Regions from separate parts of the Columba livia genome. Here region 2 is linked to region 1. The links are chromatin contacts, called in public Hi-C maps. All regions are on one chromosome and are shown on one strand. The core of a region is the stretch at or near the end of the contact, and the rest is flanking DNA. Distances in the headings are between cores, read along the strand shown.

Region 1 (4,968 bases), core at 990-3,489:
CACTGGAGATCCTCACTCACAGATGCCACCTGGTTGCTATACTGCAGGCTCCTTGCAGCAGGGACAGTGTGCTGGCTGCTCTCACCTGTGGTCACAGGGGTGTCAGGACAGAGACCACAGGAGGGATCCCGTCTCTGCTCAAACTGTTGCTTTTGTGAAGAACAAGATGAGCAGCCTCCACAAGGAGCTATTTTTTTACCTGATACTGTTTGTTTTCCATGAGCAAGGCACAAAATATACCTTTTCTTCCTGGAGGCTTGAGCTGATTGTTTCCTTCCGTGAGTGCCTTGCCTTCATTTTGTCAACAGACTGAGAGCCTTTGGCCCAGGCAGGCATCATTTTGAAAAGAGAGCCCCTAGCATTAAAAAGTAGAGGCATTTTAAAAACTAATGGAGAGTTTTGCTTCATTAAGTAGCCCATAAAATTACAAATCATCGAGCACTAGGGGGAAGATACCAGAATTAGTCAACATTATAAATGCCTTGTTGCACAAAGGAGAACATAAAGGCTTTAATACAGCTCTACCTGCTGGTCTGCTGGCAGATATTCCTGGATGTGAACTACTCTCACTTGAGCAGAGTCTTCATTAATTTCAACATCACAGCAGCAAACCTCTCTGAGTTAGAAAGGGCTTATTCTGCATTTCAGTGATAGTGCTAAACTCACTTATTAAACTGTAATGTAAGAAAACCTTGGCAGGGCTGCTCTTGGACTCTACCAAGCTGGTGCCCGGCAAGGTACAGAAACTTTTATGGGAAGCTGTGTTTACAATCTCCTGTCTTAAGAAATCCTATAAAATCCAAAAAGGTATGCAGTGTGATTTTCTCCCTGAGACAGAAAACAGAAACACTGAGAAACAGAATCAAATCATGAGTAAGAATATTATGCACATTTTTCAGCCTGCAAAAGTCAATCCTTTCAGTGGTCCCATAGATAACTTTGCATGATGTTTTCAGCAACAACGCTGAGGGAGGGAAAATATTTAATTAGGAATAATCTTTTGCCCTTTTGGTGTCAGAGAACTTATAAGGACCTTCCTTTCCCTAGTAGTTTCACCAAAAAAAAACGTATTGGTCCTAGTCTGCCCTGTCAGAACAGATGTATATGTACACAGTTCCATCCAATGCAACATAAAACAGCATTTTTGAAACAACAGCTATATCTATTATTCTTTTATGGCATGTGCTCAGTACTTAAATAAACAAAAAAGCATTGTCATTCATAATTCATTTGCTATTTATTAAAACTCTGTATTAGTCTTGCTGGGCTACCATCTCATTAGAACAATTATTTTGTAAGCTGGGATGCTCTGTCTGCTGGCACTCCTGCTTTCTTTTAAGCATTTAATGCAAAATAATAATGGTCTTGTGAACACAAATAACATTTACAGCATCAGAGAAATAGTTATAAAGCAGTTAAAAGAAAATGTAGCCATTCCCTTTCTAAGCATGGTAGTCCTTTCCTATTCTTCTCTTCATTCTGTAAATTAACATTTTTTGCAGATAAAAAAGACAAATTCATGAATTACTGAATTTGGCAGTGGAATGTAGCAATGGTAGCAAGGCACAGCTGGAGAGTTTGAAATGTGCCAGCTTTCTTCGAGGCCATCATTTTCCTGCTCCTTTGGGAATCGCGGCTAAATGTGTCTACTGCTAATGTAATGAATATGAATCCATGTAAATCTCTGATGCAGAGCTGGGATCTGTCGCCTTGTGGGCAGAACGGAAAATTTATTTTTTTCCTATGCAGCTTTTTGAGTGCAGATGTGTGTATAACTCCAATCTTACTTCAGCACCTTACCTGCTCTTCAGTATCCAGGTACTGTCGAACTTCTCATTTTTCGTTCTGCAGCAAACTAACAATATGCACTCCCTGCCTTTTGAAGATCCCTGGCAGAATAATACACCACCTGTTCAGCCCCCCTTCCCGCCCCCCTCCTTACTAATTAAGCTCTGAAACTGTTTCCAAATGAAATTGGATTTCTTTTCTTCTGCTCCCCCTGCCTTCATCCCCTGACTGCACCTTTGTAAACATTTTTGATCGGGCATGAAAGACACAGAAACAGCCACAAATAAGAGGACCTGTCACTTCAGCCAGAGCCATTAGTGCCGCACACTGAAAACTGGCTGGGCTCACACTGGGCGATTGTGCGGCGTGCTCGGGGATGGAGAGCAACAGAGAGGATCCCTAAACCGTGTCCAGAGGGTCCCAGAAATGATGGAGTGGACAGGACAGAGCTTCTTGGCTTTTCTTCTGTCCTGCAAAGGCTACTGGTTGACTGACTCATTGTGAAAGTTGGAAATCTGAACAGCTGACAGACATTTTCCAAAGAGGGGATGGCTGTGCAAGTTGTGCATATTCTGAGTTTGTCTCCAGCACGGAACAGGCAGTTGGAATTTTAATTCAAGTAACTTTCATCTCTGCGGTTGCACAGTGCCCTGCACAATGGCTCTTTGTCTGTTGCCAGGGTACTACTGCAATACATACCATAAATAATAATTGTAAAAACAGTTATAACGCTAAGATTTTTTTAATGGTCTCAAGAGCTGGAAGTCTTTTCTGGGCAATTGGCATTTTTGAAAATCAGGTCACCTGGTTAGGTTCCTAATTCTGAATGCAGAGTCTTATTTTACCATTCATTTTCTTTAAAACTTAAGCCTCCAACTTGGCTCACGTAGATAAATATTAAGTGAGGGGGAAGGAATGGAAACAGTTGTCAAAATAAACCAAGAATAATTATTGGATTCCATTCACAAGATTTTGGAAGGATCAGGCCAGCCATCAAATAAGAACAGCTTCAGCCAAGATCTACAAGTAGAAGGACATTGTTCTGCTTGACAGTTCTTCACTGAGGTGATTAACAACCCTGGCTGATGACCCTTGGGGCTCAGACGTACAGTCAGGGGGTTGCACATCAGCTGAGCTATCTGCACACTTCCTATGTGCATGGCCTTGCAAATATAAAAATGTGTGACTTAGCTTCATCTTCTTCACTGGGACTAATCAAAATCATGCTGTCTCATACTTGCTGTCACTAAAACCATTCATGTAGATACCACAAGGCTCAGTTGTGGTACTGAAAGGCAACACTGGCAACTATTTAAAGCAACAGATTGATTGGAGTTGGGATTCATATAACCAAAAGCAGAGCTACTCCTGAGACAGTCTGGGTACCATCCACCTTCGCCTAAAATGCAAGCCCTGAGGTCAAAATTTCACCTGAAAAGTGCTTTTTTTTTCTCTCCAGATCATGAAGGGAGCCAAGTTAATCACCTCAGACAGACAATTAGACTGGAAGCAAATAATGTCACCTGGTACGAGTCCCCTCCCATGTGTCTGAGCTCTCAGACAATTGCTCTGTCCTCTAACCTGAAAATTCCAGTTTTGACTCCTATATACAGGTTTATATGCAGCAGTAGAGCACAGAAAAGTGTCATGGAAGTACTTTGGTTCAGTCCAAAAAGAAAGTGCTTACTTGGTTCAAGCTCCTCCACAGAAACCCCAGTCACTTTTCTTTTCTGGACTAGGGCAGAATTGAACTAGTGACCAAAGCAGAGGCTGTGCAAAGGCAGTCTGTTACAGTCATCTCTTCTGCTGTATTACACAAAAAAATTTATCAGCCTAAGTATGATCCTGCTTCACTGTACTTCCAAGCACACTAAATCCCAATTCTGTCACATCTTGATTCAGAAACCAATTTCAGCCATTTCAGCTAATTATACATCCAACTTGTGAGTTTGTTAAAGACTTTTAAGGAGCTCATGTCACCATGTATAGCTGGACCATTGCTGGAAAGCAGGGTTTTGGCAAGCATATTTTGTGTGTGAAGACACGGTTTTAAATTTAGGAAAAAGTATGAAGATACTTTCAAAGCAGAATTTGGTTTTAATATTTGTGGACCTACTTCTCCTTCTACTGAAATTAATAGCAACCCTGCCACTGACTTCAGCAGATGAACGGACAAAGTCTTTGTTCCATAGTAACTCTAGCAGTAAAATACAAGAAGTTCAATTCAACTATTATACTTTGGAAGGCTGACAACAGCTGCATGAAGAACTGAACCTGCATCTCCCAGGGAGACACATAATACTTAAATCACTACGCCATTCCCTTTGATATCCATGCTGTATTATAAAATTAATCTTTTGTAGCAATTAATTAGGGTAGTTATGAGGAAAGTCATGCAGTCTGAGACTCACATTTATTGCTCAGTGTGGCCTTGTTTGTTTAGTCAGATTCCCTTAAGCCATTAATAGAGCTTTATGTTAATTTCCTTAATGCTTCCAATCAGCATGTTCAGTGTTACAACTCCACTAAGGCTTCACAGATTATCCCAACATATAGTACAAGTAAACAATAGATGTTACTTCCTTCTGCATGTCAATCTCCCCTGATACCCTAATGAGGTCACATCTATGTCAGTCAAAAATGTTAGAGATAAGTAAATGAAACTCCCTGGGCTGTGACTGAACTTTCTGACACATTCATCCCTGAAGAAGTTAAAAACATAAAAGCTGTCTGGGTTTGTTGCTGAAACTGTGAATAAGTAAAGAAAGCAAATACCTTCTTTAGCTGGATTTCTTTTCTCCAAAGGTATTTCTCTGGGAAAGCTTGAAAACCTGGGTGAAGCACAGTCACAATTTTCTTCAAAGGCATTGAGCTAAGAGCAAATCTTGAAAATGCCAGACCTAAACACTGAACTAGAATTTATTCAAATACTTTTCATGTCTAAGGCATAAATCCTGGTTATTCCATTAAAGTTGCTTTGAATCAACCCTGGGTGCTTAAACATGTGAAAAACCCTAAGCTCATGTAGCAGATTTTGAGCTTATGTACATAGCTTAACAAGTGGCCCAAATCTCCCATTGGTCTTAGATTCCAGTAGTGATTCAGAAACAGTCAGGCACTTGTCTCAGGGTGCCAGACAATGATAACTACGTTTGTTACACTTTCCCAAAGAAGTCAGCC
Region 2 (5,253 bases), core at 616-3,115, 300 kb before region 1:
GGCAGCCCTGGACGGAAACCGGCGAGGGGAGAGCCCGGAGGCGCCTCCGCGGCTCCCGGGCCCGCGGCTGGCCAGCCCCCCCATTTCCCCGGCGGGGCTCCCCGGGTCCCAGCGCCCCTTCGCCCCGATGCCGGTACCAGAAACGGGATCGCTTCCCCTCTCCCCGAGGCTGGGGACAGCCGAATTCAGAGGACCTTTCCCCACTCTCCAGCCCCAGCTTGGCCACCTGGTTTTGGGTGGATACCTCTTCGTACCGCCTCTAGCTCGACGCGGTTCTAAAGCACCACGTCTAATTGCCCGGTATTAGTTTTACTACCAGATATCGACTCCTGAAAAGCAGATTTAAATTACGTGTTAGGGAAGTGATACTATAAAGCGGCAGAAAACAGAATCCCTCCTCAAACACGTTTATGGGCTAAAGCTGCAAAGATCACAGGCTTCAGGTTTTTTTGCCTTCGGTTTAAAGCCTGTCCCGGCACGGGAAGTCATTTGATAAACCTTTAAGCTGTATTTCATAATCTTTACTGCTTTATGGAGCTTTCCAAATCTTTAACACGCTGTAACCTTTTCAAGACAGATTGCCAGACAACATTTCGGTGTTAGGTTTACTTAATGTAGTTCTTGCGAGGAAGTGAATTTTCACGGTTCCGTATTACCGCCGGGCACCCCTCCGCACCCCGCCCCCTCCCCCGGCCCCGTGGAGACGTCGTCTGCAAAGATTTATTAAACCTGTTGATTTATAATATCTCCCGCACGAATTTTGATCCATCAGATTACAGCCGACGCGGTCTCTGAGGCTGCCAGTGGTGAGGGGCGCTTCGGGTGCATATTCCTCCGATTAGCGCTTTCATGGAGGGGAGGGAAATTATGATTTATTGCCGTGTTCATCCGTTTAGGAAGCGAAATTAACCCCAGAATGCCTCCATCCCTTTTGAAGTTCACGGTTTATTTTCCTTACTGTACAGAACGTGGATCAAAGGCTTGAAACGCCCTCTTGTGTTTACTTTATTTGCAAGAAAAAAAAGAAGGAAAAAAAAGGAAAAAAGGAAAAAAATCAGAACTGTTTCGGGCAATTCAAGTATCAACTCGCCGCCGCAGCGGAAACGCAACACCCGTCACGAGCTGCGGGAAGACCCCGTTTCCAGCCCTCTGTACCCCCCATCCGTGACGAAGCGGTCCCTGCCTTGCGATGTCAATCAGCCCCTCTTGGGGGCTGTTCCAGCCTCTTATTTCTGTCGTAAACAAGGGCAGGACACACTTTTTTTTTTTTTTTCTGTAAAGACGCATAAAAAACCTCCTGCTAAGCTGGCTGCCTTGCACCCACCTCTGGGGTGGCAAGGCAGCCCGGCGGGGCCTCAGGGGCTGCCAAGGCCACTTTACCACCCACCCCCCCGCAGAGTAGCCGCTGCTATTTCTGCTCGCCAAAACAGCGGGGCGCGTCTGCGCGGGGAGGGCGGAGCGCAGGGCCGCACGGGACCGTGGGGACCCGCCGTAGCGCTTTTGGTTCTGTCTCGCAGTCGCGTCCCGAAGCGCGTAAATCACCGGCTCCGCTCTGTCCCAGCCCGCCCGCTGATTGGTGCTCGCCACAGGTGACGTCAGAGGACGTGGATGACGGACAGCGCCCGGCCGTGACGCGTGGCGGCTGGCCAGCGCCGGGGCTGCGGGGAGCAGAGCCGGCGCGGTGGGCGGCTGGGTCTGGGGCACCGACGGCTGGTCCCCCCGGGAGGGTCAGCTCGGAGCCCTCTCGCCCAAACGCGCCGCGTCTCGTGTGTACAACAAGTGAGCGGCTACCGATTGTTTTTACACCCGCGTCATTTTTCCCGCTGGAGGACCCAAGCTCGGTGCTGCCGCGCACAGAGGAGTTCTCTTCGGCGGGGGGCTGTTAGGCGGCCTCCCCTCCTTGAGTTTCTCCTGCGGGGAGAGGCCGGGGCACGGCGGGGGATCTCCCGCGCCCCCGACTCACATCCCATGCGGAGACGGGGGGTTACGTGCAGTGCCAGCTGCGGCGACAGGGGCCCAGGGCTGTGCCTCTTCCTGCTGTCGGAGGAGCCGGGCACACGGCACTGACACCACACGCGCACACGCGGGGGTATTTCAGCACTGGGTTATTCTGCTTCTGTACGAATTTTGCCCGTGGAACCCGTACATGCCTGCCTGGCAGCTGCAGTTACTTGTCACGCGTGGGAATAGAGAGCTGGCCCTCCGCAGAGCATCACACAAGGCTGGGGAGGCGTTAACGAGTGGCGCCGTTATTACGTGCAGTGACTCCGTGTGACCGGCAGACGCTGCTGTGTCTCCCACGGCGGACCCGCGCTGCCGCCCGCCCCTCCGCGGCGCGCCCGGCATGCAAATTCCATCTGATTGACACCCCTGCAGACAGCCAATGGCACGGCACCCGGCGAGTCATTGGCCGGCGAGCCTTTGACGCCATAGCTGACGCAAGTGAATACGTTGACCAATCGTCGCTGCGTATGCAAAGAGAGGGGGGCACGGAGGGGGGGACTGTAGAGGCGGGGGCGTGCGCCGCCCCGTGGCCGCGCGGGGCGCTGCAGCGGCGCGGAACGGCCGGGTCCGGTGGCGGCGGCCGCGATGCGGGGACGCGGCTCCGCAGCGGGGCTTTGCACCGGGCTTCTGAGGTCGGGGTTGCCCCACGGGCCGCAGCGGCCTGGCGGGCAGCGGGGGGACCCCGCGGGCAGCCGGGTGCGCCACTTGTCTTTTTAATTTTTTTGGGTTCTAGCACTTTTTCCACGTCTGCCCAGGAACGAAAACTTGTAATTAAATAGGCAACGAAGCTCACGGGCACCCGGGGAGCTTCCCTATTCCCCTCCGCTCCGAATTTTATATACAGCGAATTTCCTTTCCTTGGCCAAAGGAAGCGGCGTTTTATTAAAGTTACTTAAACACAGAAAACCAGCGCCGCAGCGGGGTTTCTTTCCTTCCTGGAAGGGACCGGAGCAAAGCGCTTCAGGGGGCTATTTCGGTGACAGCTCGGGAGCGGGCGTCCCCGGCCCGGGCTGAGCACGGTCGAACCGCAACCGCCCGGCGCGGCCGAAGCCACCACTACCGGAGCGGGCTTTGGGGTTGCCCGGGGCCGCCTCGGCCGGCGGCGAGCCCCAAGCCGGAGGCTGCAGTATTGGGAGCACCTCCTGGAGCACCATCACCGCCCGAACAGGCCAAAACCCACCCGTCAGGCGGGCCCGCATCGGGGCCACCCCCATTAACTCCTGTGCGGGACAGAGAGCGAGGTCCGGCCCCGAGCTCCTTCCCCAGCCCTCTGCGGTAAGGGAGCCCGAAGCGGCAGCCCGGTGTGTCTGCGACTTATCGAAGAGCTTCGGATGTGGTCAAATTCCCCATGGATGTGGCCAAGGTCCCCACTCTGGGAGTGCAAAATATACACGCATATACACATACACGGGTACGGGTTTGTATTTCATGCGTGTAATTTTACGTGTAAAAAAACCATAAAGTTATCCCCTAAAGAACGTTCCCGAGCCGACGGGCTCAGTTGAGCTGCGGCTTTTCTTCTCCTTCTTGCCCGCAAGCCCCGGGACTGTCACAGCAAGTACCGTCGCCGCGGCCACGGCTGCTCCCGCCAGCACATCCAGCCGGCGCTCCCCTCGGGTCCTGCCCCTCTTTTCATCCCGCTTTCGCGAGGTTCGCGTTTTTCCCTCCTGGGGAGCTCACAGTCCTTTCGTTCAGCTGTTTAAATTTTGTTTTAGCAGATGAGGCACTCTGAGGCCACTGCATATAGTTTGCAATTTAAACAACTTTTATCTGGAGTAAGAAAGATCACGCTACACCGCTGCGCGGCATGGCAATAATGCACAAGGGTGAAACGACACTGCGTCTATGTGCACCTCTCAGAGTTGGACTGTGACGGATTACAAATGCTCATGTATGTGGAAAAACGCTTGAGTTTAGTGCTCAGCATTTGGAAATAATCTCATGAAAAAAATAAAGATGATGGTTGTATGTAGCAAGGAAAGAATTTTTTTTTTTTTTTTTTTTTTTTTTTTTGGGGAGGGGGTATTCTGCTTTTGTGGCTAGGAAAAAAAGAATAAAATCAATGCTGTTTGTTTGATGGTCCACGACAGTTTGTCCTGCAGTGACTCAACACATGAAAAAAGTTTCTCTTTCTAAGACAAGGGTGAAAAAAACACATTTGCAACCACAAAGCAATTTTACCAATGTCTCCTTTTGTATTGTGTGGCTGGAAAAGAGGCGCTGTGTGTAGAGTTCCCCCCCTTCAAAATCCTAGACATTCCAAGAAGGAGGAAACTATCCTGATTTGTTTTCATTCGAGGTTGTAAAGCAAGACCTGAACAGAATTAGAAATATAACCAACTGAAAGATCTCCCAGCTGTTTAGCTGCTGCTTCTAAACAAGCCTGATCTCTTTTACTCCTTCTCCCCTTCCAGATCTCACTGGTTTGTGGTTTCTCTCTGAGTAAGGAAGGTTCCCTAGAGAATAGCTCGCTGGAATTCACTCCCTCAAGAAATTACTGCATAATTTGGTGAGAAGTGAAAGGGGCCTTGATTCAGGGACGACTCAGGGAAATAGAGATGGCTTCACAGTCGAGGGGAGGTATCTGTTATGGTAACAGGGAGAAACAAATGCCACACTTCAGCTCACAAGCTTCATTACCTAAAGGACTTGGAAAGAATCCCATCTCCCATTCCCAAATAACTGGAAATAATTGACCTTGTGCAAAATTGGTCCCCGCTCCCCTCTTTTGCTGGTGCACCCAGGGATTGCACCAGGAGCCCAGCGGGCCCAGTGGTGATACCCATGTGGTCCCAGATGAACTCCTTAAGGACAATGCTGAACCCAGGCCCCGGGCCTTTACACTAATTTTCTCCCCTCCTCTGCCTAATCCTCTGCCCTGGAGCCTCTCCTGGTTCATCTCCAGTATTCCACCTCATTTCTAGCCGGTTCTTGGACAATAATTTCTTTTTGTTTTAGTCAGACTGCTTTGTACCCTCAGAGTTTTGAATACTAAGACGGTGGTTTCCTTGTCTGTTTTGTTTTCATATAAAGTCCAACAATTACGACTTTAAACTGCTTTTACCACATTGTTTATTTCTGTAGTGTGGGCTGTCTGTCTGAAATGGTGGAAACCTGAAATCTGCCCCCCCTCCACCCTCGGCTTTCCCCTTGCCATGAAGTTAAGGGACTGCACAAGAATGCTGGCCGGAAAGCAGCCAGATCCATGCCGGAGGCGACAGGGAAGGACAAAGTACAACTCAGCATCTT

The links. Hi-C and Micro-C count contacts between places; a contact is called where the count stands out from the background.
Region 2: a contact with region 1 is called in a Hi-C map of liver, with 3 times the contacts expected there. The contact joins two enhancer-like sites. A contact is called at or near these places in 2 of 2 Hi-C or Micro-C datasets (crop and liver).

What each region holds. Positions count from the first base shown.
Region 1 is chr2:35,399,707-35,404,674 of bColLiv1.pat.W.v2, reverse strand. The region is part of intron 3 of LOC110355402 (a long non-coding RNA gene); the gene reads right to left. Among named protein-coding and RNA genes, the nearest start is that of NPVF, 19 kb to the right of the region's middle. Within about 2 kb of position 2,239, at least 2 of the 3 cell types and tissues checked have an H3K27ac peak away from gene starts, as active enhancers do.
Region 2 is chr2:35,696,408-35,701,660 of bColLiv1.pat.W.v2, reverse strand. No RefSeq gene overlaps it. Among named protein-coding and RNA genes, the nearest start is that of NFE2L3, 110 kb to the left of the region's middle. Within about 2 kb of position 1,865, at least 3 of the 3 cell types and tissues checked have an H3K27ac peak away from gene starts, as active enhancers do.